7 separate regions of the Mus musculus genome follow, and regions 2, 3, 4, 5, 6 and 7 are each linked to region 1. Evidence: chromatin contacts called from public Hi-C, HiCAR-type and promoter capture Hi-C data. All regions are on one chromosome and are shown on one strand. Each heading gives the region's core, a stretch centred on a gene start, on an enhancer-like site or on the middle of the called end of the contact. The rest is flanking DNA. Distances are from core to core; before and after follow the strand shown.

The links. Promoter capture Hi-C pulls out the DNA fragments that hold promoters and counts their contacts. Hi-C and Micro-C count contacts between places; a contact is called where the count stands out from the background. HiCAR-type assays count read pairs that join an accessible place to other places. Capture Hi-C pulls out chosen DNA fragments and counts their contacts.
Region 2: a HiCAR-type map of astrocytes shows a contact between it and region 1, with 6 times the contacts expected there. The contact joins the promoter of Zfp1 here to the promoter of Mon1b in region 1. A contact is called at or near these places in 1 of 39 promoter capture datasets (pre-B cells), 1 of 115 datasets of contacts at active chromatin or transcription factors (astrocytes) and 2 of 9 other capture datasets (adipose tissue and liver).
Region 3: a promoter capture Hi-C map of adipose tissue shows a contact between it and region 1, with 4 times the contacts expected there. The contact joins the promoter of Cfdp1 here to the promoter of Mon1b in region 1. A contact is called at or near these places in 4 of 39 promoter capture datasets (embryonic stem cells, hippocampal neurons, liver and 1 more), 2 of 484 Hi-C or Micro-C datasets (CD4 T cells and olfactory sensory neurons), 8 of 115 datasets of contacts at active chromatin or transcription factors (the 230-238 cell line, double positive thymocytes, embryonic forebrain and 5 more) and 2 of 9 other capture datasets (adipose tissue and liver).
Region 4: a contact with region 1 is called in a promoter capture Hi-C map of embryonic stem cells, with 5 times the contacts expected there. The contact joins the enhancer-like site here to the promoter of Mon1b in region 1. A contact is called at or near these places in 8 of 39 promoter capture datasets (the 3T3-L1 cell line, the C10 cell line, embryonic stem cells and 4 more), 1 of 484 Hi-C or Micro-C datasets (cortical neurons) and 2 of 115 datasets of contacts at active chromatin or transcription factors (embryonic stem cells and regulatory T cell precursor).
Region 5: a Hi-C map of B cells shows a contact between it and region 1, with 14 read pairs. The contact joins the promoter of Adat1 here to the promoter of Mon1b in region 1. A contact is called at or near these places in 10 of 39 promoter capture datasets (the 3T3-L1 cell line, the C10 cell line, cranial neural crest and 5 more), 1 of 484 Hi-C or Micro-C datasets (B cells), 11 of 115 datasets of contacts at active chromatin or transcription factors (astrocytes, cardiomyocytes, craniofacial prominence and 8 more) and 4 of 9 other capture datasets (adipose tissue, liver, macrophages and 1 more).
Region 6: a contact with region 1 is called in a promoter capture Hi-C map of liver, with 10 times the contacts expected there. The contact joins the promoter of Terf2ip here to the promoter of Mon1b in region 1. A contact is called at or near these places in 7 of 39 promoter capture datasets (cranial neural crest, embryonic stem cells, hematopoietic stem and progenitor cells and 4 more), 15 of 484 Hi-C or Micro-C datasets (B cells, CD4 T cells, CD8 T cells and 10 more), 24 of 115 datasets of contacts at active chromatin or transcription factors (SST interneurons, VIP interneurons, acute myeloid leukemia and 19 more) and 3 of 9 other capture datasets (adipose tissue, liver and macrophages).
Region 7: a HiCAR-type map of astrocytes shows a contact between it and region 1, with 7 times the contacts expected there. The contact joins the enhancer-like site here to the promoter of Mon1b in region 1. A contact is called at or near these places in 4 of 39 promoter capture datasets (the 3T3-L1 cell line, embryonic stem cells, hippocampal neurons and 1 more), 1 of 484 Hi-C or Micro-C datasets (Sertoli cells) and 9 of 115 datasets of contacts at active chromatin or transcription factors (astrocytes, embryonic forebrain, embryonic hindbrain and 5 more).

What each region holds. Positions count from the first base shown.
Region 1 is chr8:113,634,259-113,637,505 of GRCm38.p6, reverse strand. Mon1b (MON1 homolog B, secretory traffciking associated) reads right to left here and starts at 1,707. Exons shown (of 5, transcript NM_173015.3): 1 at 1,237-1,707. The coding sequence starts at 1,384.
Region 2 is chr8:111,641,740-111,644,986 of GRCm38.p6, reverse strand. Zfp1 (zinc finger protein 1) reads right to left here and starts at 1,544. Exons shown (of 4, transcript NM_001037665.2): 1 at 1,375-1,544.
Region 3 is chr8:111,852,600-111,855,846 of GRCm38.p6, reverse strand. Cfdp1 (craniofacial development protein 1) reads left to right here and starts at 1,510. Exons shown (of 7, transcript NM_011801.2): 1 at 1,510-1,703. The coding sequence starts at 1,640.
Region 4 is chr8:111,963,437-111,966,683 of GRCm38.p6, reverse strand. It overlaps a transcript of Adat1 not described here. Among named protein-coding and RNA genes, the nearest start is that of Gabarapl2, 24 kb to the right of the region's middle. Within about 2 kb of position 1,678, at least 43 of the 459 cell types and tissues checked have an H3K27ac peak or open chromatin away from gene starts, as enhancers often do. A contact at or near this core is called in embryonic stem cells, where this site is marked.
Region 5 is chr8:111,990,850-111,994,096 of GRCm38.p6, reverse strand. It overlaps Adat1 (adenosine deaminase, tRNA-specific 1), which reads left to right and starts at 1,795. Exons shown (of 10, transcript NM_013925.5): 1 at 1,795-1,916. It overlaps Kars (lysyl-tRNA synthetase), which reads left to right. Exons shown (of 14, transcript NM_053092.3): 14 at 391-658. The coding sequence ends at 489.
Region 6 is chr8:112,009,645-112,012,891 of GRCm38.p6, reverse strand. It overlaps Terf2ip (telomeric repeat binding factor 2, interacting protein), which reads right to left and starts at 1,533. Exons shown (of 3, transcript NM_020584.2): 1 at 750-1,533. The coding sequence starts at 1,410. Kars (lysyl-tRNA synthetase) reads left to right here and starts at 1,538. Exons shown (of 14, transcript NM_053092.3): 1 at 1,538-1,682. The coding sequence starts at 1,624.
Region 7 is chr8:112,137,647-112,140,893 of GRCm38.p6, reverse strand. No RefSeq gene overlaps it. Among named protein-coding and RNA genes, the nearest start is that of Gm22827, 77 kb to the right of the region's middle. Within about 2 kb of position 1,778, at least 17 of the 459 cell types and tissues checked have an H3K27ac peak or open chromatin away from gene starts, as enhancers often do. A contact at or near this core is called in astrocytes and stem cell-derived neural progenitor cells, where this site is marked.

The DNA of each region.
Region 1 (3,247 bases), core at 458-2,957:
TTCATTGGCCCCTCCATTATTCCCTTCAGACACTGCCTTCCCAGGCCTTCAAGGCACCCGCCTGCTCTCTGCATGACTACTGGCCTCCTTATTTACAGAGGCTCTTCCTTAACTCCTCTGACGCCTTCTTTATCCCTCTCACGTGTACTTACCCCCCGGTGACCACCATTAAAGTGCCCCCACTGACTCCCCTAACCCTTTTCTACCCGCACCCACATCCACTGATGCCTGCTGATGCCCGGTGACTCTCCAGGCTAACCAGACTCCCAGTGGTGGTCCTTATTTTTCCCATGACAGCCGCCACTGACACCCAGATCGACAGGACTCCTAGCCTTCAGCCACCCCCCCCCCCCAATTCCCTCTGCTGCTACATTAACACCCAAGCAAACACATAAGAGCATCCATGAGCATCCCAGACACCTTAGTCTTCAATAACCTTTACATGACAGTTCTTATTTTCCTCCAGGTCTGGGCCCCCACTCCACCAATGGCCACCATTAACAATCACTAACCCACAAGGTTTTCACGGTTCCCACAGTTTTCCGCCCAGAGTTATCACTTTAAATCCCATAATGAAGCCCCTTGCTTTCTTCCCACCGCCTCTGATGTCTACTGACTCACCCAAGGACAATCATCCATTTGCAACCCCATCTGATTTTTTCACCCTCAAGTGTTTTCCTATGTTCTTAATTGCGTACCGATATTCCCATGTTCCCAAATACCCAAGCAACACGTCTCAATTCCCATCAAGGAACTCCCATCAAGACAACCCTTTTGGGACCCAACTATGCCCCCTTTGTTTCTTTAAGGTGGTACACTCAGGTCAAGTACATTCTAATTTCCTTGCAACAGAAGGGTGTCCCAGGATGTGAGAACACCATTGTTAAAATGGGACTGTTCCGGGCAAACCAGCACAGTCCATCTTCCTAGCCTTGACACTATCACCACCACCACCACCACCACCACCACCACCACCCACCATAGAATACATTTGTAGAGGCACAATGCTGCCCCTTCCGGACAACAGCTGACACCCATTGGCTTCTATGTCATTTCTCAACGATTTCAATTAAGTCAGCAAGTCTGTGTCCAACGACTGACTGAGAGCTATGCCTCAAGCTACTTTCTTGGGTTCCCAAAGACTGCCCACTGGTCTCCCACTGATCTCTTCCCGCTCAGCTAGCAATGACAAGCCCTGGGGGTTTGCTTCCAAGGCTTTATTGAGGGAAGCTATACCTGTGTCCTCCGGGTCCCCATCTCCGGGATCCAGCGTGCTTGCGTGAACCCTTTCACTGTCTCCAGCCTCCTCTCTGGGGAACTGCGTGTCCACCAAGTCCTCCACGCCCCCGGGGGCTGGGACAGCATTATCTCCTCCGGCCTCCATCTGCACATCCCTGGAGAGAAGGGGAATCGAGGGTGATGGGCAGCAACAGAAAACTTCTTACAAGCCTTCAGGGAGCCAGACCCCCCGGATACATTCCTAGTGCGGTTTCCCCTACGGTTTTCGACAGGACGCGACATTCAAAACCATGACCAAATACTTGCACCCTCCGGCACTTTCGGATGGGTGACGCTCCGCTGGGCTTCTGCCAACACGGTACATCAACACCTGTTTCAACCTCTTATCTCAACTGGGTGGACAGCAACACTTTGAGGAGCCGCTGCCGCACCACACTTCCTGGTGTGGTGGGGACTTGCCACACTTCCGGAAGCGACGCCTCCCCGGGACACTTCCGGTTTCACGGCCGTATTGACTCCCCGGAGTGCCAATGGCAGCCACACGCTGCGTTCCCTCACCGTAAGGATAGCGCGGGACTCTCCCGGAACTCTGTGGAATCTGCGCGTCCTTCCACCGGACGCAGCCAGGATCGGCTGTGAAGTGGGGCCAGACCGGCCCACTTCGCGTACCAAGGGCTACCGGCTGAAGGGGGCGCGGCCTGGAAATCTACTAGGTCGAGGGGGCGGGACCTAGTCCCTCTCACCCAATCAAGAGTAGGCTCTCCCTTATGTCCCGCCCCATTCTGGTGGAGCCTCCGCAGATAGTGTGCGCTAATTGGCGAAAGCCACTGCTCATCCCTTGACTGACATCTCCCTGTTTCTAACCGAAACCTCACTCCTGTTCCGGTCTTTGCTGGAATGAGAGAATGCCGAACCAATGAACTCGCGTCCCCAGTATTGAGACAACTTCACGCTCTTTTATTCAATTATAGGGGCAGGGCGGAGCGTATGCTTGACGGACAGCTCTCTTTCCAATCGGAACGTCGCCCGCAGCCCAGTCAGCCTATGGGACTCGGATGCTGAAGCAAGAGGCGGGCTCTGCTGGTGGGACTGACTCTTGGGATTCTGGACTCCGCCAGCCTGCGAGGGGAGCTTACGGAAACAAAAGCAAGCTGCTTAGGGCTAGTGTGTGCGGGCAACACGAGCGCACCCCACTAGCAAGGAGAGGTTCTGTGGGCCGAGCCAACCAGATCGGCAGCCTAATCCAATAGCGGAGTGGGGGGTGTGGTTGTCAGGGACCGCTGCGTTCTGGTTGGCTGAGAATTCTGCCGCACCTACCTCCGGGTATCACCATTGGCTACTATGTATGATGGGCCAGGGGCAGCAACAGCAGTGAGGAATCTTGTGAACAGAAGCACCTAGATGCTCTCTTCCTTAAGGCTGTGGAGCGGGGATAGGTGTATCTAGGCGGCCAGAAGTCGCTCCAAACTAAGTGTTGTTCATTTTGGTTTTGAGTCACAGGCTCCTAATAACCCAGGCTGGCCTTAAACTCGCGATCCTCCTCCCTCACCCTCTATCTGGCCCTAAACCCAAGTCAGAGTAGATTACAGTGCTGCTCCAGCACCTGCCATTGCCTTTAGGTTTAGAATGAGGGTGTGAATATCCCTGTTCTGGACGTCCAGGTCCGTTTTTTAGGTCTTTCTGTACATTGGTCTTTGAGACTGCTTGAAGCCTCGCAGTTTGTGTCTCTGAGTGTTACTATATTATTATCAGAGAAAATAGAGTTAAAATAACAACAACGACGACGACGACATAATGACATAAAGGTCGAGGATTTCTGTTTTGGATACAGGGTTTCGGGTACCCCGGGCTGGCTTCTCACTCACCAAGTGGCAAGGATTACTCTGCTTCCCGCCTCTGTTTCCCCAGTACTTGAAATAACTGATGTGCCCTTAACACCAGGTTTGTGTCATGCTGTGGTGCGAACCCAAGGCTTCATGTATTCTGGGCAAGCATTCTACCTCGTGAG
Region 2 (3,247 bases), core at 295-2,794, 2.0 Mb after region 1:
AAGTACACTGTCACTGTCTTCAGACACACCAGAAGAAGGCATCAGATCCCACTACAGACGGTTGTGAGCCACCATGTGGTTGTTGGGATTTGAACTCAGGACCTTCAGAAGAGCAGTCAGTGCTTTTACCCCACTGAGCCATCTCTCCAGCCCAGTAAGAGATTTTTTTTTTTTTTTTTTTTTTTTTTTTTTTTTTTTTTTTTTTTTTTGGAGACAGTGTTTCTCTGTGTAGCCCTGGCTGTCCTGGAACTCACTTTGTAGAAATCCGCCTGCCTCTGCCTCCCAAGTGCTGGGATTAAAGGCGTGCGCCACCATGCCCGGCAAGAAATCATTTTAACCTCAGTAGTCTGTCACTTTTCTGTTCTTATAGCCACTTTAATGACTGTCTGCTGTGCCAGGAAACCGCAAAAGCTATGCCCAGCTGCCGTGAAGAACAGACTGTGTTCAAACAATAAGAAACCACAAGAACTGTGCCCTGCTGCCCGTGAAGAGAACACTGTGTTTAAGAGATAAGGAAATGTACTTTTGCTTAGCTTTCATTTCAAAGAAACGGGGGTTGGAGGTTCGGGATTACTGGAATTTATGTAACCATGGATTTTTTTTTTTAGAAAATGATTAACAGCGGTAAAAAGATTTAATGAATAAATCTTTAGTAAATAAAAGACTGGGTTCAGTTTCTGACAAGAGAACACATGAACTGACAGCTTGTATCCACTACTGACTCATATATTATTCAGTCAGCACCACTCCCACTCACCCCTTTCTCAGGACCATCCTCACCTCAAGCTGAGGCTGGACCTCGGCAACATACTTATATGAAAACTTTTACCCAAGCTAAACAGAAAAGTCAATATTAGAAAAAAAGAAAAGCCAATGTTAGGAAAAAAAAAAAGAAAAAGAAAAATCTGTTATACTGACGCTCAAACCGGAAGTAACGGGATAGACGTGATAATTCCGTGACAATATAACTGGAAACACCAGACACCAGGAACAAGGAGGTTCCAGGAGCCCGCAAAGCCACCGTGGGGGCGTGGCTAGCACCGTGAGCCCCGCCCCCACACCCTCGTGGAGGGTCAAGCGCGCGCCCGCCCGCCAGGCTTCCAGACTCGCCCCCGCGCGGCCTGAGCCCCGCGACGGCCAGCAGTGGCGCGTCTCCCCCCAAAGGGAGGCTGAGCCCGGGAGCTGCCCGTCCTCCTCCGACCCCACACACGCCGACCGCGAACAGCCCATAGGGACCGACTCTCAGAAGAGCTCGAGGCCCGACCCTACGCCCAGGGGTCGCCGCGGCCCGCAAGGCGTCGAAGTTGAGACTCCCACTCCGGCGCAGACGCGACCTTCCTCCCGGGCCCGCGCATCCCGGCCTTGCAGACATACCTGGAGGGGTCTAGCCTCCACTCGCGGTTCCGGGTCACGAGGCTCGCGGAGAAGGGGGCTCTTGTCACCCACTCGCGACTGCAGGTGGGGGAAGGGCGAGCGCTAGCGCTTTTGCGCAAGCGTGCACCTTGTGGAGCGAGCGGCCGTTCCCAGAGTCCTCGGAGCTGTGACGCTGAGGTGTAGGACTACAATTCCCATAATGCCTCTGAGCCGCGCTGCTAGGAACTCTGGGAAACGTACGCATTATTAGTTGGGTAGGGACCGTTTTTTCCAAGTTAACAGTCTGGTTTGTGTTACGGTCCCTTTCATCTTCCTGTGCTGTTAAAAACCCGGATTTGGAGTAACTGATTAAAACTTTCAACAACAAAATATGTGCGTTAAAGCAAATCTCAACCGCACTGGAAGCACACACCTTTCTGGGTGTGGTAGTGCACGCCTTTAATTCAAGCTAGTGAGAAGTAGAAGCAAGCAGAGATCCCTGGGAGTTGGAAGACTTAGAAAGTCTCAGTCCAGTCAAGGCTACAAAGTGAGATCCCCGTGTTACACCCACCCAGACACACACATTACCACTACCACCATTTTCCTTAACCTCTCGGCTCTACAGTTACTTTTGGAAGCACTGGCACAAATAACCCCATGTTTGTTGGTTTGAGACAGGGTCTTGTCAAGCCTAGGCTGGCTTCAAACTAATGATCTTCCTGTTTCAGCTCCCTGCTTACTGGGTTCTGGAGAGGGGAGGAAGCTAAGTAAACTCACTTCAGATACAAAAGCTTCAAAATGAAAGCTTCATTTTCTGTATGGGGCAGCCAGTTCTGGATCTGAACCTCGTCCCCCAAGGGAGACTGCACTGCAGGATGGGAACACAAAGGGGGGCGGGGAGGGGCTGTTGCAGTGACTAATCATATTTTGACACAAGGAGTTAAGGAAGTTTAACATTGGTGGTTGTGCCTTATCCTGGTTTCAATGTCCTGAGTCAGCTTTTGCAGTCAAGTCCCCTCCTGGACTCTGACCTGGCATTTAGAATGATAAGGGAACTGCACGTAGTCCGTTAAATCACGACAGGAAATAAATACACTTACTATTTGCATGCCTTAGTTAGATAATGGGATAATGGCAAAACCCCCTTTTTATATCCATTACTGGTTAACACACAGACATGAAACACCTGAAGAAGCAGGATAGGAGTTGATTCTGGGATCTGGGAACATGAACTCAGTTTTGGCCCTGCCAGCAAGATGGAACTTGTTTCTGAGATGGTTAGACTCATGAAATGTCTCCTAACAGGCGAACGGTACCATGCTCAGTATGATTTTATTTCTGTTTTGACCGTGATTATGAACACTGCATAGCTGCATGCATATGGTGCACATCCATACATATAATAGTCAAAACACTCATGCACATAAAATCGTAAAAATTTGTTGTTGATGATAATTTTAACTTTGCATAAAATATACACAAAACTATTTCTGAGGCATGGGGGGGTCAGGAAGGAAAGGAACGGGGATAGAATTGATCCCAGTGCTCAGAAGTAGAGCAGCAGGAGTAGGTGAAGGCTGATCTGGGCTATGGGAGACTGCCCCTCACATAGAGGGGGAGTAATCTCTAATCTCTCTAATCTCAGCACTTGGGAGACTGAGGCAGGGTCACTGCTATGAGTGTGATACCAACCTGGGCTGCTACACAGTGAGTTCTAGGCTAGCCTGGGATAGAGAGTTGAAGACCAATCTCAAAACTAGAGCTGGAGCCTGCTGTGGTGTGCTCAATTTTAATCCCAGCACTCAGGAGGCAGACACCATTGAATCTCTGTGAATTTGATGCCGTCTTAGATTGCATAGTGAGTTCCAGTACAGCCAGGGCCATGTAGATTCTT
Region 3 (3,247 bases), core at 261-2,760, 1.8 Mb after region 1:
ATGTAGTGTTGACTGACCTGGAACACTTTATGAAGATCAAGCTGGCCTTGAACTCACAGAGATCTCCCTGTCTCTGTCTCCTGATTGTTGGAATTAAAATCGTGTGCCATCACCACACAGGGCTTTCTGCCTCATTCTGTTAAGCATCTCAGCATAAGGGCCAGAGGAGGTGACATGCTTAAATTTGAGGGCACAATTAAGCATTGGGTCACATTCTTCTACGTCACCTTCCCCAGCCCCCTTTAGATGTATTCCACACTGATATTTTGACGGCTGTGAACTCTTAGGCTGATTCCCATTGCCATCCCATTGGTCAACTCCCACCAGGTTTTACCCACTCATCCAGAGCATTGGTTGGTCCTCCCGATGTCTCTGCTAAAATTTCCTATTGGTTGTTCCTACGGATTTCTCTGCTAAGATTTCCTCATCTTCCTCCTTCATGTGCTCCGAGAGTTCGATTATTCTCAGTACAGTATGCATTATATTCTCATCACAGTTTTAAAAAAATGTGTGTATATATATATATATATAAAGGCGTGCGCCACCACGCCCGGCAGAAGGTGATTTCTGAGGGACTAGGGGCATGGCTCAGTGGGTGAAGGTGCTTGCTGCACTGTACTACATACATGCCTGGTGCCTATTGAGGTCAGAACCAGGGCGGTAGTGAACCGCCATGTTGGGGATGCTAGGAACCAAACCTAGTTTTGCTGCAGAAGCAACAAGTACTGTTAACCTTTGGGCCGTCTCGCCAATCCTCACATACTCACAAATTTAACTGCTTTTCCATCCATCTTTCCCGTTGTTTCAAAAGTGTCAATCTAGCACTTTGTGTAGTGGCTTCCCTCACAGATAAGCGGATTTCCTTTTGTCTTTTAGTGATTATCGGATTGTTGATTCATTAATGCTGAACTTACTGCCAACAGTACTTGTAACTCAGGCCTGAATGTAGCTTACTTAACAGGCCGAGTTTCTCAGGAAAGAGCGTCGCAGTCTTCTTGCGCTTAGAATATTAGACAGAGTTTCGGTAGTGTTCTTGGGAGCAATTTTAGGCAGAAAAAAAAAAAAAACAAACAAAAACAAAAATGCAGGGAAAAGGCACAAAAACTGCATTAAAGAATTCGATTCTAGCGAGAGAATTGAATCAAAAAGGCAGAGCCTCAGCCTTGCTCAAAAGTTGATGGGAACTTTAGCATCTATCTATTCAGCTTTCAGTTTTTACTCGCTGAGCATATCCGGGAGCGACATTTTAATCTCTGATTTTAGAGTTAGAAAAAATATTAGCTTGTGAGCAAATTTCAAAATAAAAAGACAAGTATAAAGAGAAAGTACTATTTCCGCAGATAAGCCATTCTCCATTAAGGACGCACGGTACCGTTGAAAACTACAAGCCCCAGCATGCATCGCTTCTGAGAGGTGGGGGTCCGGAATCCCACAAGGGCCCGGTGAGTGTAGACTGACCAATCGCAGCAGCCGGAAGTGTCGTCTCTGACCACGTGGCACTGCCTGCGCATGTGCGCTCGCCTCTAGGGCGGCCCTAGCTGCTGGTCCTGTACCCCTATGGTCTCGCCCTATATCTAGCTTCGCTATTTTGGGGCAGTGGCCGCAGTCGTGTGGGTAGCAGGCCCCAAGTGACAGCAGCATGGAGGAATTCGACTCCGAAGACTTCTCCACATCGGACGAGGATGAGGACTACTTGCCGTCCGGTGAGCGATTCGGCCTGAGGCGAAAGGAGGGTGGTTTCCACGCTTCACACCTCACTCGAGACTCTCCCGGACGGTCCCCAGGGCGTGGGCCTCGTGATCGCGAGGTCCCCACGGCCCGTGGGCTCCGGAGTTCGGGTTATCAGGACCCCGGCCCTCAGGCGGCCTGGAACACGCATGTGTCGGTTCTGCATAGCTGCTGTCCTGGGCCGCCGCCCCCTCGGAGCGCGGGAACAGGCGCGTGAAGCCCGCAGGCTGAGCGTACTACCTACCTACCGGCTGGTTCTGGAAGCCGACCCGGACATTGGAGATTGTTTTTAGGGAATTGCCAGCTTCCTTCACGTCCGAAACTCAATTGTCCGCCTCTGGGTTCGGAAGGGATCGGCTTGTTAGAAAGTTGATGTGATAATGTGTTTTCCCTCTTTGCAGGAGCTACCCATCGTCCTCTTTTAAGAACTTTTTCAAAAGTTTTATTTTTAGAGATTTTATGGCACGTATATCAGTGTTTTTTCCTGAATGTCTGTCTGTCTCTGTACATCATGTGTGTGCCTAGGGCTTCTGGGACTGGAGTTACAGGTGGTTGTAGAGCTGAGTCGTCTCGCCAGCCCCTTATTATTTTTGTGTATGTATGGCGGTGCATTCAGGTGGCCAAAGAGGACAGAAGGGGGTATCGGGTCCCCAGGTGAAGGAGTTACACTCAGTTGTGAGCCGCCCGACTCTGGAACCAAAGTCAGATCCTTTGGAATGAAGCGCACACTCTTTTTTTTTTTTTTTTTTTTTTTTTTTTTTTTTTGAGACAGGGTTTCTCTATAGCCCTGGCTGTCCTGGAACTCACTTTGTAGACCAGGCTGGCCTCGAATCCACCTGCCTCTGCCTCCCAAGTGCTGGGATTAAAGGCATGCGCCACCACGCCCGGCTGAAGCGCACACTCTTAATGGCCTAGCTATCTTTTTTTTCTTGGGGTGCGGTAGAGGAGCACACTAAGAATCCAGCTTATGCGAGGTCCAGACAAATCTTTTAAACATTTATGTGTGTGAGTGTTTTGCCTACATGCACATCTATTTGTATGTATCTACATGTATATTTAGTGTCTTCAGAGCCTAGAATAGGTATTAATATCCCCTGGAAGTCGAATTATAGACGATTGTGGACCCTTGAATCGGGGCTAGGGATTGTAAGTGGACCCTTTGAAAAAGCAACCCGTGTTCTTAACTTCAGCCAGTATGTCTTTTTTGTTTTGTTTTGTTTCGAGACAGGGTTTCTCTTTGTAGCCCTGGCTATCCTGGCACTCACTCTGTAGACCAGGCTGGCCTTGAACTCAGAAATCCGCCTGCCTCTGCCTCCCGAGTGCTGGGATTAAAGGCGTGCACCACCAATGCCCAACTACCAGTACATCTTAATACCAAAACATACTCCCTTCTCATCTTGTACCTTGCCCTGGCTTAGGCGTTTCCGTAAAGTTATTTATTCCAGTGTAGTTGCTTAGGCGAAAAGTAACTCTAGGCGTTGTGGATAAGAAAGCTAGCTGTGCAGCTTAAGATCCTGAG
Region 4 (3,247 bases), core at 429-2,928, 1.7 Mb after region 1:
CAAAGAGTAATATATTTTTACTCCTAAAGTTATAATCTGTCAAGTTTACTCACACCCTTAGTCACTGGCATCTGGGTAGAAAACACTGAAGGCTAACCACTAAAGGCAACTTCCCTTGAGCTTCACTTACTGTCTCAAAGCGCTAAAGGTGGTATTTAAACATCCAACAGCCTGCATCCTAGTTTATGCTCTTAAAACCCAAGTTTACACTGGGGGGTTGGGGTGCATGCCTCTAATGCCAACACTTGGAGTTCCATGTCAGCCAAAGCTGTCTGTCAGAGACAGAGAAACCCTGTCTCATAAAGCCCCAAAAAAGAAAAGTTTAGAATTGTATGTATGCCTTAACATCACATCTCTGTAATCCTGGCAAGTGCTTGCTTGCTTGCTTGCTTGGTCTCAGACTGTGTCTTCTGAAACCTAGGCTGCCCTGGAACTCCTTATCTTCCTAAAATCCCAAGCCAGAAAGCAGCCCTCTCCATAAGTTATCCCACGTATCCTGTTTATCCTCAGTCAGGCAACATTGTCCAGTGTGAGCCTTGGGCCAAACCCATGAAGACCTCTAGAGAAAAGGTGGCTCTGATTATCATTTGACCTGTGTCCCTCCTGTGTCCTCTCTGGGCCCTGGCTGCAGCAAACCTGGTTTCTTTGGTAAAATCAGAGAATATGAGGACATTCATGCGTGTCCCCACTCCCCATCCATCCACTCCACTGGTGCCCATAGACCACCACCAGGAACAGGACGGCCAGCAGGACCCTTTGCCCCATCTCATCAGAGAAACTAGGAAGGGCCTTCCATATGGTAGGCAAATGCTCCAGCCCAACCACCAGTGCTACCCCACCCAGGGGTCTTTTTTAATTAATGTGAAGGATTTTATATTTTAAACTGTAGAAAAACTAGAAGCCCCTCAGAAATGAAGCTGCACAGGAATTGGAACAGCAACTCTAACCCATGCGTAATTCCACAAAATTGTGTCTTCAACTAAAAAAAAAAAAGGCAAATTTGGCTCTGGAGGAAAGATTACATTTACGTGTGTGCCTAAATAGGGTCTAATGTTATGACTCTGCGTGTGTGTGTGTGTGTGTGTGTGTGTGTGTGTGTGAGAGAGAGAGAGAGAGAGAGAGAGAGAGAGAGAGAGAGAGAGAGTTTTCCTCAGAATTTTCAGAACCTAATCTGATTCAGCCGTGTCTGCCACCACCTGTGTGCGCACATAGTTCTTCTTCAGGATGGAGGGATGCCACGTCAAATGCCATGCTTTATGGATTCCCCAGTGCCAGGCATGAGCTCACTGAGGAAGTTGCTGTGGAGAAGAAGGGGCTGCCCTGGTTGCCAGCTGGAGAGGTGCAGGCCCCCTGTCTGACCTGCTTGTGTCTGTGGCTGCTGGAAAGCTGCCTCCACCCAGACCTAGAACAAGGTTCCTAAGCCAGAGTTTTCCAGTTTCTAAACAACAGCCATCCTGCCACCAATAAAACCAGAACTTGTGTATCGTGTCTGTGTGTGTGTGTGTGTGTGTGTGTGTGTGTGTGTGTGTGTGTGTGTGTGTGTGTGTGTGTGTGTGTGTGTGTTTGTTCAGGAGCCCAAGCAAACCTTCCCAAAGGCACTGAGCTGGCTAACCAAAGGGAGTGGCTAGATTCAGAAAGAGCCAGGCAGGCTCCGGATGTACAGCCACACCATCCTGACTGTGCCTGAGCTCAGAGCCAGGGAGGCCGAGGTCGAGGAGAGAAAGTATTTTCTGAGCAGAATAGTTCATTGTATACCTCATTTTGCAGAATCATAGTTGCCTTGACTTTACACACAAATCTTTTTAAAAACATTAAAAAAAAAAAAAAAAAAAAAAAAAGCAAGCTAGGCAGTGTTGGTGCGTGCCTTCAATTCCAGCTGATAAAAGTTGAAGGCCAGCCTGGTCTACAGAGCTAGTTCCAGGACATTCAGGGCTACCTTCTATCCTGAGAAACAAAAGCAAAACCAAAAAACCGAAATTAAAACTAGCTGTGTCTGTAACTGAACCAGCCTGTTTCCCTGTAAAGCCATCCAAGTAGATCCCAAATGATTTTCAGGTGGTCCTGTAGCCCAAAGGACAGAGAGAAATGAGTCAGAGACGCTTCAGAGCTGGAGTAGGCAGCCTTTTTAGTCAGTATTTATTTAGACTGGGGACAGTGGGTGGGAGGCAGCACTTGGTAATGCGTGCAAGTTGCTACTTTCAGTCTCCTGCACTAGGAAAAACAAAACCACACGTTGCTTGGTTGGTAGTGTTTGTTTGTTTGGTGATGTTTTGGGAGGAGGCCCCCCGCTGGCCTCTAACTCTGTGATGTTCCCATCCTAGTTTCCCCAAACTGCTGTTACAGATGGGTGCTACCATGCCTGGCCAACAGTCAGGGTTTTACTTAGGGTATTAAATAGAGGAATGCAGATCTTGTGGAAGTTTATGAAGGTCTACAGTTTTCTGTGCTCCTTTTTTTTTTGTTGTTTTTTTAAATGTAATTATACCTCAATTTAGAATGTGTTAGAAAAAAAGTCCTTATTACTTGGAATCAGAATAAATTTGAGTACAGCCATGGATGCAAATGACATGATAGTACCAACTCTGCCACCAACAACCAGCTGTATGCTGGGAAGGCATTTAACCTTTGACTTGTGACCTCCATTCTGTTCTACAAAAGCAAGTACCAGCAACTAGGCTGCGCAAGTGTTTTCAAGTGTAGGGTAGGCTTTCTCATTTTTTTAAAAAGTTGTGTGCTGCGAATCAAACTCAGCATCTTTCCGCATGCTAAGCAAGCACTTGGCTCAGAGCTTTCCCTAGTTCCACTTTTTAGCATCTCTTAATTGGGTGGGGTGTGGCATTACATACCTTAGATTCACACATAGGAGGCAGAGGCAGGCATACCTCTGAGTTCAAGGCCAGCGTGGCCTACGGAGTTCAGTCCATCCAGAGCTAAGGAGTAATACCCTGGCTCAAAAACGGAGGCAGAAGAAACCTCTTAATTGCCTAAGTAAAGCACTGGGGAATTTTCCTCAATGTAAAGGCCTGCTGTTGAATGGAAGACACTCTGATGCTGTGACCCTCTGACCTGCCTATGGCCTCAGTTATACTAGTGATGGGGGGAGGGGAGGGGGACTTTTGTGTTAATCTAGCAGCCTGGGGACTCTGGTGTGGATTTGCTGTTTTGCCCTTATTCGGATGAGTCAGCAAGGGTTAGGAACCAACCTTTCAAATCAAGTCTGATTGGCACTGCTTTCCGGTGTCCAAGT
Region 5 (3,247 bases), core at 546-3,045, 1.6 Mb after region 1:
TCGGCCCTCTGCAAGAACAAGTGCTCTTAATGGCTGAGCCATCTCTAGCACCGGGAACTCAATTTTACGTTCTTTTGGCATGGGACCCTAGCAGGTTCTGTGTCCTTGTCTGGATGCGTACTTCTAGATTTTGTAACATCAGGCAACAGCAAAAGTAGGATAGTGGGGAGAAAAATCCATAGTGCCCTGTTATTGAAAGGCGGGGTCTTACTACATAGTCTGGTTGTCCTGGAACTTAACCATATGGAGACCAGGCTGGCCTTGAAGTCGGGTCGCAGAGGTCTGCCTGCCCCCGCCTCCTGAGTTCCACTGAGCCCGGCTCCTGGTGCTTCTGAACCTCGGCAGATGCTCTGCTCTTCTCAGGAAGTGCTTCTCTTTCCTCTTCTCTAGGAAGTACTTCTGTTTCCTGCCATGAAGCCAGAGGACAAGAAGGAAACTGCAGCGACCACTGAAACCCCAGAGAGCACAGAGGCCAGCCCCTCTGTCTAGAAGGCACATGCAACTATGGTGTCTGCATCTCAGCAGATCTGGTCTGAGGGAGCGATTCCTGTGTGGCGCCGTCCATCTGGCCACTGCAGTCCAACCTCCACAAGAGAGAAGAACTAAAGAAGTTCTTTTTATTCCTCGTTACCAAATAAATCATTTCTCTCTTTACCCATGCAGTGTTACTTTTTCTCCCCCGGGCTGCTGGTCTGATGAGTGGTCTAATTAGAGCTCTGTCATTGTATTCTTTTTAAGATTTATTTTTATTATCAATTGTGTGTGTGTGTGTGTGTGTGTGTGTGTGCATTTAGAGTGCAGGTGCCCTGAGGCCAGAGATGTTGGGTCCCTTAGAGCCAGAGTTACAGGCACTGTAAGCTGCCCAGCACGGAGGCTGAAAAACGAAGGTCAGCCCCATGGGAGCAGGGTGTGCTCTTAACTCCTAAGCCAACTTCTCGGCCCCACCTGCAGTCAGAATCTCTAATAAATGTATATTAATGTCTGTCTATTCAGTATGAGCCATTGTGCTGAAATACTGGAAACAACCAGAGAACAAAAGTCAAGTCACTTCTTCCATAAAAATCCCTTTTATTTTCTTTAGGGCTTGAGTGCAGAGTTGAGGGAGAACCAGACCAGATCCAGTGCAGGTTCCTTTTGGCTGGAGGCAGACTTAGACTGCAGTACAGGAGACATGGCTCAGTGCTGCAAGGGATTGATGCTCTTACAGAGGACCAGGCTTCAGTACCCAGCACCCGTGTGTCAGGCAGCTTGCAACCGTGATCCAGTTCCCAATACCCTTTTCTAGCTGCCTTGGGCATTTGCATGCACATATGTGCACAAATTGACAATTGATACAGGCACACGCACATAAATCTTTTAAAATATATACATGCATATATGTCCATAAGACTGTATTTGAAGAGCCGGGCAGTGGTGGCTCATGCCTTTAATCCCAGCACTCCGGAGGCAGAGGCAGGTGGATTTCTGAGTTCGAGGCCAGCCTGGTCTACAGAGTAAGTTCCAGGACAGCCAGGGCTACACAGAGAAACCCTGTCTCGAAAAAAAAAAAAAAAAAAAAAGAAACGATTTGAAGAATAACAATGGGTTATGAGAGAAATGAGTGAGGGCCAGGTCATCCAAGCCCATGACTGAGGTGAGAAACTGTCAGAGGATCTGCTTATAGTTCTGTTCAAAATTTTGATGAGATGCGAGCTAAGTCGGTCTTTGCTGCGGAGGCGGCTTCCTCCCCTTTGCACCGTTCCCACAGACTACAAAGACCAGCGTGCTTTGCGGGCAGAGCTTGACCGGAGCGGCCCTCTAGGGCGTCACTTCCGCTGCGCAACCTGGTTAAACGAGCGTGGCGGTAGAGGGGCATCGCGTGGAGGTTGCGGCGCGTGGATAATAGGGTGTGAGGGACTCCGGATCGGCGTCTCGGGGTTAGCTCTACACAGTTGGCCGAGGGGAGGGCGGTGGGGGGAGACTGTGAGGACCTGTGTCCACTGCTCCCACGGGGAGGGGTCTCAGCCCTGCTAGGCTCTCCAGCCCTGCGGTAGGAAGGGTGGGAAAAGAAGTGTTTGTTTGTTTTTTCAACCTTTGCACTGTTATTTTTAGCCAAAGCAATACCTGTTGTGAGCTGCTTCGTATGAAGGAGCCCTGGGGTTGTAGAGATGAATTACAGCGGACCCAAAATATCGAAACGTTCGACAACTGCGTGAATGACGTGATGTAGTTTGGACCGCTTCGTCCCCTTGTTTTGTAGTTCTAATGTGTACCTCGAATTTAATGGCAGATGGCTACCTTCATAAAATAAACTTCTGTGATGCCTATCAGGAACTAACAGGATTCTGGGATTCCTTCTAGAAATACAAGACTTCTCTGCGTTAGACTTGAAAGTTACAATCTCTGTCAGCCCCTGCCAGAATAGTCATTACCATTTACTGCAAAATGTGCCTGCATTTTGCAGAAGTCTTAGAAATACCTTGCCAAAACATCGCATCAGAGCTCAGAAAAAAAACAAACTAACAAAAAAAACAATTCTGTTGTTTATTCTACAAATGCTCTGCCATCTCTAGCCATCGCGTGAGCTCATCTACGGAGCTTTTTATATAATCGACTGAAGTCGAGCTATATCCAGTGAGCGCTAACAGCCAAGAGTGAGAGAATTTCTTCTGCCAACTGTAGGCCTCTTTCAGATCTGATCTGCATAATGTTCTGTTAGGTTGTATGGAAGTGGCTTGGTGTGCCCGTTACATTGCTTCTCTTCTGCCACCAATACAAATTTCCCAGATCACCAAATGTTGTATCTTCTGAATGCTAATCACAGTATATAGACATTTGCCTTTTTAAGTATTTATAAGAGATGTTAAATACTAGCTAGGTGGCACGTGCCTTTAATCCTAGCACAAAGGAGGCAGAGGCAGGTGATCTCTGTGCGTTCCAGGGCACCCAGGTCTACAGAGCAAGTCCTAGGACAGCCAGGACTGTTACACAGAAAAGCCCTGTCTAGAAAAAAAAATGTTAAATACTATTAGTCATGTTTTAACAGATGTGAAAACTAATTACCCAGGAATCACACAGTTCATCTGTATTAAAACTGAGATTGAAACCTAGAAAGTATAACTCCATGCCCACACCCTTAAACACAGCTGCTGTGAGAGCTTTCAGTGAGAGACTTTGGAAATTTGCTGGAGTGAGGTAGATTAGAAACGGAGGAAAAGAACATTTGTCTCAAAAGAAACCTTGTAAGGTGCTAACATGCCCAAAGCAA
Region 6 (3,247 bases), core at 284-2,783, 1.6 Mb after region 1:
TAAGAAGACCACAAAGCAACTTTCCTCTTTATATAGAAGTACATTCAGTTAAGCCAAAATACGGAAAGTAAACTGACCTGCCATGCCATTCACATAGTTTATATTGAGTAAGACCAGAATATAGGCAATATCTTAAAATGAACGGCCAGGGGCCTTTTCTCAAATAAAAAAGATGGAGGATGAGAAGAAGAGGAGGAGGAGGAGGAGGAGGCGCAAGAAGAGGTGGAGGAAAAGGAGAAAAGGAGAGGAGGAAGGAAGGAAGGAAAAAGGGGGAAGGGAAAATATCTTTGAAATTTCTGAAAACAGAAACAGGTTACCCTGTTACCTCCTGGGTATGGTGGGTAGGAAGGGTAGAAGATTTCCATATATACTGTACTGTGTTCCTTTTGAACACAGAGCCGTTTTTGTAAACTAGTTACTGTTCCGTAGTCTCAGTCACTCCGAAGGCAGGAGAATATTTCAGGCATAGAGTTTGGGGACAGCCTGGGCGACACAGCGAAGAGACTCAAGTTCCCCGCCCTCCCAAACCCAAATCCATCAACGAACAAACATCCAGTCAACGGGAAGGAAAAGTTAAATGAAAAGACAAATTAAAACCAGAAAACAAGGGATAAGAGGAAACGGTGCACTTTCGCTTCGGACCTCAACAGAGAAGAGGGGCTGAGCTATGCCACCCACGGCGCCCAAAAAGACGCTCGCTGACAGGCAGGCAGCCCCGCCCCCCGGAGCCCCGAAGGTGCCGGCCTCACCTCCGCTATCCGCGGCCTCGGGGTCCTGCTCCGCCTTCCGTTTGAGCTTCTGGGAGGACGGGCTGACCGGGGCGTTCCCGAGCAGGTACTTGTGCTCCTGACCCCGTAGGTGCTTGAGGTAGCGGTCCTTGAGCGACTGCCAGGAGTGCTGCGTGAGCGAGCTCTTCTCCATCGCTTTCCACAAGGCATTGCCTGTGACCGAGCTGGGCGAACGGGCGTTCTCCTTCACGTAGGTCAGGATGGCCACATCTTCCGCGTCGGTGTAGGCGATGCGCCCGGTCAGGGGCTGCGGCTCCGGTTCCGTGGAGCCCTCGGTGGAAGCCCCGGGCTTCGGATCGGACGCCTGCTCCGTCAGGCCCAGCCGATAGGCCTCCAGGTCCAGCTTCTCGTTGCGATCCACGCAGTCTAGGATGTACTGCGTGGAGATGAAGTCGCCCGAAGCCTCGGCCAGCGCCTCCCCGGGCTGGGCGAGAAGCACGGCTCCGGGTTCCTGCACCCGACACACGGTGCCGCCGCCGTGCAGGATGAGCGTCGACAGCCGGCGCTTGGCCGAGCTGGGCCGCACGTAAAACGACATGGCGCTGCCGTCTTCTCTCACGAACAGAGTGGAGGAGTGAGTGGGCCCATTGGGGTCTTTACCCAGATCCATCGCCTCCGCCATACCTGTCGCCCCGCTGTACAAGTAAAGCGCAGAAACGACACCACTAAGACGGACTCTCCGCCGGAGGAGCCCAGCACTGCGCCTGCGCAGCGAGAGTCCGGCCGAGGGCCCGCCCTCTTTCCCGGAAGAGGCAGGACTTAGAGCCACGACCTGGAAGTTCTAGTTCTACGCTAGTCATAATTTTTTTTTTTCTGGGTCGGGCCAGTGGGGAAGATGGCCACGCTGCAGGAGAGTGAAGTCAAAGTGGATGGCGAGCAGAAACTAAGCAAGAAGTAAGTGTCGTTGAAGATCTCTAAGTGTCTCTTGTTGCAGTGTTCCGATGGGAAGTGCCTGGAGTTTTCCCGCCAAGGCGACTGTGCCTGGGGTCCCTCTTGTCTTTTCCGGTGGGTGAGCACATGCTGGGACAGAGATGCAGTGCCGTAGAACCTACAGCCTCCAGGATGCCCCAGGAGGATCAACTGCGTGGCTGATGGGTTCCCTGGTCCTAGCCGTAGGGACGAGCATACCTAGGGAAAGCCAGCACAGAAACCGGGAATGGTAGCAAAGAAAAGTGAAACTAACTTTTCCCTACCTTCTAAGAAATGCTCTTTTAATTGAACCACTCCCCCAACGGATAGACTGGAAAATGGTTAAATATCTTTGTTCTTAAAAGAAGAACCTTTACATTATCCTTGGCCTATCCAAGGTTATTCTGCACCTTGGGTGTTAAAAGGGGGTACGTTCTGAAACAATAGTGTACCTACCCATATGTGTCACTCAAAGGATCTGTGACACGGGAGCAAGTGGCCTTATTTAGCGGGATACACCAGGCTCCCTTTGCACTGCTGGGGGTATCTTTGTAAAACACTCCAAATCCCAGAATTGAGTAGGCAGATAAGATTACCCTCCCTTTAACTGGTTGCTTTTAGGACTACACTCTAGTCCACTTGACCCACAGAACACTAGCAATGACTTGAATGTCTTCTTAGTGCCTGGAACTACATAGTACCCTCCAAAGCTGTAGGAAATAACTAGTTTAAGCTGTCACATACCATGGCTGCTTTCGTTAGTACCCTAGCAATAAATAAATCCCCTTATTGATCCCCGAGGGAAATACCAGAAACCTTCTAGATAATAACTGGGTTTCCTTTTTATGGCTGTGTTTCTGCTTTGTGTGGTTTAGAAGGATTTTAAAGAAAATGTTTAAATTTATGGGTTGCAGGCTCCCTGGTTGGTTGTCCTTTGTGTGAGCAGTTTAGTGGATTCCTTAGCGGAGGATGGGTGAGTTTATTAAATCAGTAGTTGGAATTTTGAGTCACAAGCGAAAGAAAGTACCTCAGTTTTCAGGTAATTTAAGGAAGCCTTACTGCTGCTTTCAAGTCACTTTTCTTTCTTTCTTTTCTTTTTTTTTTTGGTTTTTCGAGACAGGATTTCTCTGTGTAGCCCTGGCGCCCTGGCTGTCCTGGAACTCACTTTGTAGACCAGGCTGGCCTCGAGCTCAGAAATCTGCCTGCCTCTGCCTCCCTAGTGCTGGGATCAAAGGTGTGCACCACCACACCCAGCCCTCAAGTTACTTTTCTTAAATATACCTTTGACTTTAATTTACCCGTTAAACACCACGCTGGCACTATACAAACTTTGTCTAATCTCAGTAGTAATCTTGCAAGAGAAATGTTCATGCCCACATTTCCAAGTCAGAAACTACGGCCCTGGGTTTATGAGAAAATGGGAGTTCCCAGCGGTTGTGGGTGTGGCTTAATGGCTGCTTCCATGCACAAGGCTCTTGATTTCCGGGGTACTGCTAATGAAAATATATGTTCCTCGTGTGCTTCCTAGCATTGCTCTGAAGCACTGGGAC
Region 7 (3,247 bases), core at 529-3,028, 1.5 Mb after region 1:
TTCACCTGCGTCCACTTCAGCCAAACGTTTCTTCACGTGTTTGCCCCAGGAAAACACCATCTGAACGACTGACTCTCCAAAGAACCCTCATGTTTCCACTTCAGGATAAAAATCAAGGGAGTTCACCAATTAAAAAATGAACGAGTGACACACACACCTAGCGAGGGGAGGTTGGGACACTAGGTTGGGACACAGCGAGGGAGGCAGGTAGTAAAAAGGTGCAGAGGACCAGTGCCAAGATTGAGCTCCAGGGTGCCAAATGAACCTCATACATTCTAACTTCTGTTATTTGTCTGTTTCCTGAGAGTAAAAACACACGTGGAGGTCAGAGGACATTGGGAAAAATTGGTTTTCCTCTTCCACCATGATGGTCCCAGGGCTTACAGTGAGGTTGTCAGGCTTGGCAGCAAACCCTTACCTGTAGAGCCACCTTACTGACACACACTCTAGCTGATATATTTATACCAAAGGAAATGAGCAGAGCAATCAGAGAAGAGGCTGCAGCCATGATGATAGTCGTGAAGCCCCAGTCAGAAAGGACATTGTGAAAATGACGTCACGCCATTGGGACCATTGAGAGATGATGCTTTAGGATGAAGACATCTCTTCTAAGGGTGAAATTAGGTGCCGAAGGCTGCTTGACGAGGCGGGGTGGAAGCATAGACCAAAGAAGGCCCATTGCATTTAGTGACATGGAAGTCACAGCTCGCCTCAGCAGTCAGAGAGAAGCATTACAGCCACCCACAGAAGACAGGATCTCAGGAAACCAAGCCCAGAACCCATGGGAAATCAATAATGTGGAGAGCTTAGCTCTGAGAACAGATAGTGCCGGTTTTTAAATCACGGGCATATTGATCTCCCACGGAGGTGGGGAAAAGAGCTGGCACAGCAAGACCCATCCCCTTCCGATGTCACCTTAAAAACAAGCCTCGGAACAACTGGGTTCCGCCTAGCCAAAAAATAAAAAAAATAAAAAAGCCCCTGAGAATTGGAGAATAGGTTGTCCTTCCCTAAGTAACTCATTCTTCTTTTTAACCCTAGCTTTCCTAACTAATGCCCTCAAATCCCAGGTAAATCTCCCACACTGCAGGCTATTTTAGCGCCATAATCTCTCCATGCTGCAACCAGCGGTCTCTTCAAAGGAGAGTCAAGTTTTCTGTGCATTGAGCAGAAAAGTCAAAATAGGTGTCAGACGGGTAACGGATATGACTCTATTTCTTCATCGCTGATACTGAAAGCCCACCTAGTCCATCATTTACCACATCTTCGTGACGATGCCTGGCACCACTTGTCATTTGCTAATTGCTGCGTCCTGAATATTATTCTTCATGTCACTTTTCTGTATCTGTTTCTCTTGAAGTTACACTCGGGTGTGCTGTCTTAAACAAACATCAGATCATCTCCTCAGAGCTCTGACATCTCCAAGATGACAGTATCCCAGAATACAGAAGCAGGAAACCCATAATAAACAGTAACAGAAGTCTCCACGGCAGTGACCAGTGAGGCTCTGCTCTTTCTTTACCCTGAGTATGTTTTATGCTAGAGTTGTTATTTCCAGATCTCCCTATGTGAGGGAACTCAATAAACTAGTTGATCTCCCAATTAGAAGACTCAATCATGTGAAAAGAAGAGATTCCCAGTACTTAATTTGATCAAATAAAAACACCACACATATCTGTACCAGGCCCCAGACCTTAGCACAACTGATGCCATGTGGCCTCAGAACCCAGCACGCAGACAGCAACGTGTGCCAAATTCAGAACAAAGACCTAGTCCGTGTGCCAAAACAAAAACAAAGGCCGAGTCAGCAGTCCCAGGACTCAGCTGGGAAAGTCCCTAAATGTACCAACCTTGCCTTTTGGCTTCTGTAGTTCCACTGCTCGCTAACTGTTCTTGTTAACTGAAGTGTGTCAACCCCAAGATGTGGTTTTTGTGCTTAAAAAGCCAAGGACAGCAAGCCTTGGGGCTGCGTGACTTGGGTGAGTTCGCCATGCTGGCTGACAATATAGACTCTTCTAGAGAGCTTTTAAGAGCCTGTGAGTTCTCTGAAGGAGCTACCTCACAACACATCCTTTCTATTTTCTTCACTGTTGTCCCCTGCACATAGTAGAAATCTGATTAAAGCTTAGTCGGTTGGCTGGTGAGAAGGCTCAGCAGGTAAAGGCACGCACTTTCTGTACAAACCTGAGAACCTGAGCTTGATCCCAGGAATCCACAGTAGAGGGGAGAATTGACTCCCAAGTTGGCTTTTACCCAAACACACACCATAGCACTCTCCCTCTCCCCTTCCCCCTCCCCCTCTCTGTCTGTCTCTCTCTCTCTTTCTCTCTCTCCCCCTCCCCCTCTCCCTCTCTGTCTCCCTCCCCCTCTCCCCTTCCCCTTCCCCTTCCCCTTCCCCTCTCCCCTTCCCCTCCCCCTTCCCCTCTCCCCTCCCCCTCCCCCTTCCCCTCTCCCCTTCCCCTCCCCCTTCCCCTTCCCCTCCCCCTCCCCCTTCCCCTCCCCCTCTCCCTCTCTGTCTCCCTCTCTGTCTCTCTCTCTGTCTCTCCCCCTCCCCCTCCCCCTCTCTGTCTCTGTCTGTCTCTCTCTCTCTTTCTCTCTCTCTGTCTCTCTCTCTCTCAAAAGCCTAGTGATTAAGTGCATGGAAGCATTTTCACAAATCTGAGACGGTGTGTGATCTTCTAAATGTGTCCAACCTTTTGGCTTTGAGGCACAACTTTGTCATCTACAAAGTTTGCACACAATAGAGTCATTTTAAGAAATCACATAGCAAAAAAAGTCTCATAATGTTTTAAGTAAGTTTAAGATCTTGTGTTCGGTCACAGTCATAGCTCCCAGAATGCTTAGGCCACAGGCTGAACATGCCTGGTAGTTAAGAGAGAATATTTACGGAAGAAAATGACTCATTGTGTTTTTTTGTTTTTTTTTTTTTTGCTTAAAGACATGTGATTTGTTTACACTAATAGTATGTCACGGAATGTCTAAGATGAGGGAGATAGTCCACGTGCATCATATGTGTTGTTCAGTAAGGCATCCATTAGGTCTATGTAACCACTGAGGTCTTTGTGAAGGCATCGACTCTTGAGGAACAGCTCTTATCATTTTATTTCATTTTATTGGATTTAAATAGTTGCATGCGGCTACCTACTCTGATGGACAATTCATTTAAATAAGTTCGCACAGGTCTGGCTTGAGAAAAGTGTTTTGTCCCTTTTACAACTCAAAGCATTTTCCTGATCATTCCTTACAA